Regions from separate parts of the Rattus norvegicus genome. Here region 2 is linked to region 1. A link is a contact called in public Hi-C data. All regions are on one chromosome and are shown on one strand. The core of a region is the stretch at or near the end of the contact, and the rest is flanking DNA. Distances in the headings are between cores, read along the strand shown. Region 1 overlaps Thsd7a (thrombospondin type 1 domain containing 7A). Region 2 holds the start of Thsd7a (thrombospondin type 1 domain containing 7A).

The links. A called contact is a pair of places that touch in the nucleus more often than the background predicts.
Region 2: a contact with region 1 is called in a Hi-C map of Schwann cells, with 7 times the contacts expected there. The contact joins the promoter of Thsd7a here to the enhancer-like site in region 1. A contact is called at or near these places in 5 of 12 Hi-C or Micro-C datasets (the A7r5 cell line, the Rat2 cell line, Schwann cells and 2 more) and 1 of 1 datasets of contacts at active chromatin or transcription factors (oligodendrocytes).

Annotation. Positions count from the first base shown.
Region 1 is chr4:41,464,150-41,467,095 of GRCr8, reverse strand. Thsd7a (thrombospondin type 1 domain containing 7A) reads left to right here. Exons shown (of 28, transcript NM_001191970.2): 15 at 938-943; 16 at 2,348-2,481. Among named protein-coding and RNA genes, the nearest start is that of Thsd7a, 400 kb to the left of the region's middle. Within about 2 kb of position 1,420, at least 9 of the 93 cell types and tissues checked have an H3K27ac peak or open chromatin away from gene starts, as enhancers often do. A contact at or near this core is called in Schwann cells, where this site is marked.
Region 2 is chr4:41,864,035-41,866,980 of GRCr8, reverse strand. Thsd7a (thrombospondin type 1 domain containing 7A) reads left to right here and starts at 1,457. Exons shown (of 28, transcript NM_001191970.2): 1 at 1,457-1,613. The coding sequence starts at 1,457.

The DNA.
Region 1 (2,946 bases), core at 171-2,670:
GGAAGTGTACATATATTCAATATGCCGCATGTGTGCGTGTGTGTGTCTAACCAGTCACTGTGCAATTAAAACATGTCACATTTGCCTGATCACTTTTGTTTCCAAAGACACATGACCCTGTACTAAGCTGCCTGTACTGTATCCTTTCCTTTCAATGTTACATCTCCCAGAAAATCAAGACAGAATTTCATAAGCACACTAATGTATTGGTTTTCAATTCATTGGGGGTGTATCAAAACAGTAATAACTGAAAAGTCAAAGGTAAATCAAGGAAAAAAACAGGTAGTTAGGCATCAAATTTTGAGCAAAATGTTTTACATAAAACTTATGAAGAGGGAGTAAAATACTCAAGAAATTAAAATATTCAAAGTACCGTGTTATTGTTTATAAGTTGTACACCATGCAGATTTTTACTTTAATTAAAATACCTTGGTAAAAAATATAGCAGTTCGTTGAGTTGAAAATCGTCTCTGAAAACGTTTCCTCGCTGAAGTTAAGCCCTCAGGTCCTTATCTCACTAAAAGTATATGAATGGATTAAAGCAGAGTGGTGGACATATGGAACTGTAGGTGGGACAGTTTATAGACAGCAGTCCGTGTTTCCAATGACTCATGAGATAGTTGCAATCACAGTTCAGTTTGCAGTGCCAGGGGCTCTGAGATCCACTCGGGGTTTGAAGTCTTGTCATCGCACACATGCAATCATTCCGGTGGTTGTGTAATGTTTTTCTGCTCGTCTTACGTGAAAGTCAAGAGAAATGGTTGGTTTGCCCTTCCTAAAACCTAAGAAATACATCCTAACCTTTTACTAAATTAATGTTTTAAATAAAAGTCCTTATAACTGAAATGTACACTATAAGCTCTTGTCAAAATAACTAATGTTTTTATATTTCTCTGTTTCTTGCCCTTTACTCTGTTCCCGCCAAACACCACTCCAGGCGCAGGTGAGCGTGCTTATCTTCCACATCTTCAGAGTTCTATTTTTTAAAAAATTATTATTTTCTCCACTAGGTTTTCTTCTGCCTATTTTCTTTTTATTTCCCAGTATAGTTACTATGGTTTCTTAATTGATAGGGCCTGAGGAAAGAGAGTGAGGTGACTAGCCTTCACCTACAGCACTTTAATGAGGCAATGGTACCCTTTATTTATGCTTGAAGGAGAGCAGTACGGTGCACTGAAAATGGATATTTGGAGATGTTGGAATTGTCTATGAAATACTTTGCATTTATCCCCTAACAATGGGGAATGACCATCTATCTCTCAAAGGGTTAGAAATAGAAGCAGGGCCCCTTCAATTTGATTCTTCTATTCCCTGGGACTGGTGTGGTGGTGTTTAGCCATTTGGTTGGTGATAGTCCTGTTTTAACACATCTCCCTAATGGGGATATACTGGTCGTATCATTAGCTACAGCATTATTCCGACATCACATATGATTTACTCTAATTTTGTTTTTTCATCCTCCAAGTGTGCAAAAGGATAGCTCCAAATGACTGCTTAAATCTGATTCCCAGAATTGATTTAAAGTATTTTCCTTTCCTGGTTATATTCTTGGTTGTAGTAGATTGTGGTCTATTTAATTTCTTTTTCTGCTTATTTTCCTCATTGAGAAAACTGCACAGTGGCTTCATTGTTCTAGAATTCCTGAAGCGAACACACAATACTGCCTTTGGGACTGAAAGCTTTGTGTACAGTAACCGCAGATAGCTGGCTGTGTTGTCAGGCCTTGATGGTGACAGCTGTGTCTGGGACTATATATCGTGTAAAGCTAATTCAGGACCTTGGTTCCTTACCTCAAGGGATTGAGGATTAGATTCAAGATAGGCTTATTTCCATGTACTCATCATTTCAGTTTCTTGCATGAAAAATGCTAATTCTTACAACTATACACATTTATATGTAAAACTGTCTAATATTTGTCTGGAAAACAGATACGTGTATAGTGTTCTTTATAGTATTCCTCTCATTCATTCATTTGATAAATCTTGACTAAGTGTCTAGCACATGAGTGCCCTGCGCTAAGAACTCAAGAGGCATAAAACTTTGAACCAAATAGCCCAAAAGCTTATAATTTGGTGTGCTAAAGGTCAGTTTAGGAAAATATGTTTTGGTTCGGGCCCAGTGGGTTAGAAGATTCACTGTAAAAGCAGACAGAAGGCAGCTCAGCCCACCTTCCTCTTCTTGACCAGACTTCTCAAGATGCTATCTTTCTTCCTACTTGAGTGTGCAAACAATAAGGGGGAGAAATGGAAGCAGACGAGGGGAATGATGTTTGTGGTGATAGAGAATCCTCCATCCACCCTTCCCTAGTCTCATTCCACGGCCTGAGATCACCAGGTGTGTGTTTCAGGTGTATGAGGTCGTCCCGTGCCACAGTGACTGCAACCAGTACATATGGGTCACAGAGCCATGGAGTGTCTGCAAGGTGACCTTCGTGGACATGCGAGACAACTGTGGAGAGGGTGTGCAGACCCGAAAAGTAAGGTAAGACCTAGTGGAATGATGGAGGAGCAACCTGGCACCCATCTCCCCGTTCCACAGGTAACAGCGTGGGATCTGTCATCTCTGCTCTCCTGACAACTCTCATTAGTTTTGGTTTTAGGGAATCTGGATTCTTGGAAGTTAAGACCTTCCATTGCAAACAGCAGTTTGGGTATTCTAGTTCCTGACCCAAAAAACTTCATTTTACAATAGATTTTTAAAATCATATTGGTTTTTGAGATTATAATATGATTACAATTACATGCCTCCTCATTTCCTCCCTCCAGATCCTCAGCCCAGTACCCCCCCTTGTTTTTTGTTTTAAATCCACAGTCTCTTTTTTCATTAACTTTTGTTATATCTGGGCATGAATATGTGTAAAAAACAGATATAGACAGAAATAAAGATTCCTAAGTGTATACACACACACACACACACACACACACACACACACACACACACACAACC
Region 2 (2,946 bases), core at 208-2,707, 400 kb before region 1:
TAAATTGTATTGTATTTGCTGTAAGACTGGCAACCAAATGGCAATAGTTATCCTTAGCTTTTGGTTGCTGGGGGGATTTTTGTGTTGTTGTTTTTACTTTGTTTTAATTGGCTAACTGCCTTGATACTATTTAAGCGTTACAAGGAAATGGATTAATAATAAACGACTGTTATTGTGAGCGGGGGGGGGGGAGAGGGACAAAGCTTTATCTGACTGCACACATTCTTGTGTTAGTTCTGATCTAATAAAATAGAGAACAAAAGGAACAAGCCATGTGGTTCCTTATTTTGGTTGTGCTAAAAAGCATTTTTAAAGAAAGAATTAGAAGCTATCAGTCTCAGGAATGAAATTTAAGTATAAAAATAGTTATTAACTGGGTGATAGCCAACTACTTTTACTCACTCATTTGTGCTTTAATTTTTCTCCACACCTCTGATATTTCTTAGTGTGTTTTCAATAGAGATGGGAAGAGAAAGGAATGGAACTTTTATGTACTTCACCATTGAAATTGAATCCTACTAGCTGTGTGTGTACATTCTTACTCATGCAATTAGACAGCAACCGGGACACTTTTTAAAGTACGGAATCTCTTTCAAAGGCAGGAACAAGACAATGTGTTGATTTGACACACATTAACCACCGTCACATTGTTACTGAGGCTGGGCTGAAGTTTAAAAGAAAAAGAAAAACACGGAAGAAAGTGCTCAAGTGCCTTTTGATAGTGATCCCTGATCTGTTCCCTCACAGGTTCATAAATACCGCTCCTCTCATAAAGTAATCCAGAAGGCACAGCTTCAGAATAAATGACCAACGCTGATGCTTTGTGTAAATATGCAGGGAGAATAACACGCCACTAGATCAGCATTTGACTCCTTGGGTGACGATGAATTTCAATGTCAGTTATTTGTCATCCTGAAGCCTGCCCTGTGATGATGCCTTTTATTGGTGTATCCTTGCGAACATATTTCAGCGCACCATGTGCCGGGGAGTTCTCGGGGCGGGCGAGTGGGGTCTGGGTGCTGGCCCTGTGCCCTCGGTGCCCTCCACACCCGCCTGTGGTCCCCTCGGGTCCCTTTGGCTCCTCTCAGCTCTCTCTCCCCTCCCCTCCCTACAGCTGGCGGCGGGGGCTGCTCCTCTTAGAGCTCTGGGCCGGCTCTGTCAGCTGGGGCCCCCTGCGGCCGGCTGTGTCCCTCGCCGCTAGGACCTGCCAGTCTGCGCGCCATGGCAGCGGCGGCAGCATCCCCGCCAGCATCCCCGCCAGCCAGCGGCGGCGGCGGTGGCGTCCACGGTCGCGGCTGATGCTATTGTTCCCTAGTGTTAGTTGCTCTTTGGCTGCTTTTCATCTGGAGCGAACAATAGGAGCAGCGAGAGCTTTACGTTCTCTACTGCTGGAGAAGGAAGGACCGTCCCCCGCGAGAGTGCTGTGGCTCCGGAGGCTGGAGCGGCTGCGGACAGCATGGGGCTGCGAGCCGGGCGCCTGGCGTCCCTGAGCCGGGGCGTCCTGCAGCTGATGCGGCTGCCACTGCTCCTGCTACTCCTGCTGAGCTCTGGAGCCCGCGGGGCTGCGGCGCAGGGAGACACAGAGGTGCCCACCCTCTATCTGTGGAAGACGGGTAAGTGGGACAGAGTTGTCCTTTTCTCTGTCTCTAAATCTGGGGCTAAGATCCAGAGGGAGCTAGGGGTTCCTGAAGGAGCCTCTGTGTTTCCAGCTGATCCTGATTATGCCGGGATCCTCAGGTCAAAAGTATGATCCCTGCAAGCGAATTAGGTCACGTCCTATGCCATTAGGAAAGAACAACATAACTAAGAGGCAACAGTGAGTCACTGGAGTGATTGTTTCTCTTGACACTCGGTAGTGAATGAGGGCAGCGCTGTACTTTCATTACAAAGTGAAGTATTTTTAATATCTGGGTTTCCAGTCCTTAGACTTTCTAAAATGACATTCTAAAAATGAATAGGTAAACAGTATATATATATATTTAAGTGTGTTAAGTGTAGCTTTGTGGTGTGTGGGACACTGCGTACAAGACCTATGGGGACAGATCTAATAGTAAAAAGCAAAGGGGCTTTCAGGAACCCTTAGGGGAAACTGGGCAGTGAAATTTGTAACGAGCGATTCAAAGTGATTTTTTTTACTCGGTGGAGTGATTAACATGTGGGTTTAGAAACTTTTCCTTCCGTGAAAGAAGTCTTTTTGCGTTGTTTTCGGACTAAACAAGAAAGGTAGCAACTCACTGCTCCTCAGACTCTCTGTGCAAAGCGCTGTAGAGGCAGAACAGGCAGGAAAACAACAAAACCCTAGGGCTGGAGGCTCCCCTCTCTGCCCAGCGGCTGTGTGGATGCTCTCTCTGCCCTCTATGGGAGATGGAATTCCAGAGCCAACCGGAAACTTCATACACTCACAGGAGAAAAGAGAAGGAGGTATTCTCGCTGCTTATAACAGAGGATGACTTGAGAGTTCCTGGGCGATGCCTAAATATTAAGATAGGAATGAGGTAGAAAGGAAAAGTGTCCAGATCACAATTCAGGCAGAGTAGGTCTCCTGGCTTCAGTCCTCCCACCTCCCTACTGGGGAGACAGATCCATTTACACCAGAATCACACTGATGACTGAAGGTTTAAAGAGGATTCATACGTCCAAGCAGCATTGTAGTGAAGCATTAAACATACAATCACTTAAAGACAAAACACACTTCACCTTGGAAAAATCGCACGACATGCACGTGCACGCTCGTACATGTACAAAGACAGGCACGGATTAGTCAAAGCAAAGTCATTTTCGCTAACTTGGTAAGACTTTGAAGATCAGCTAGTTGGGTGACTGCAGACAAAAATCAAATTAATTTGTTTGATTTTAAACAAAGAATTGAAAGTTTCGGATTTTTTCCCCCCAAATGTACAGCAATGGGTAATAGTTGGGAGTTTAGAAAGCTTCTCAGATAAATAC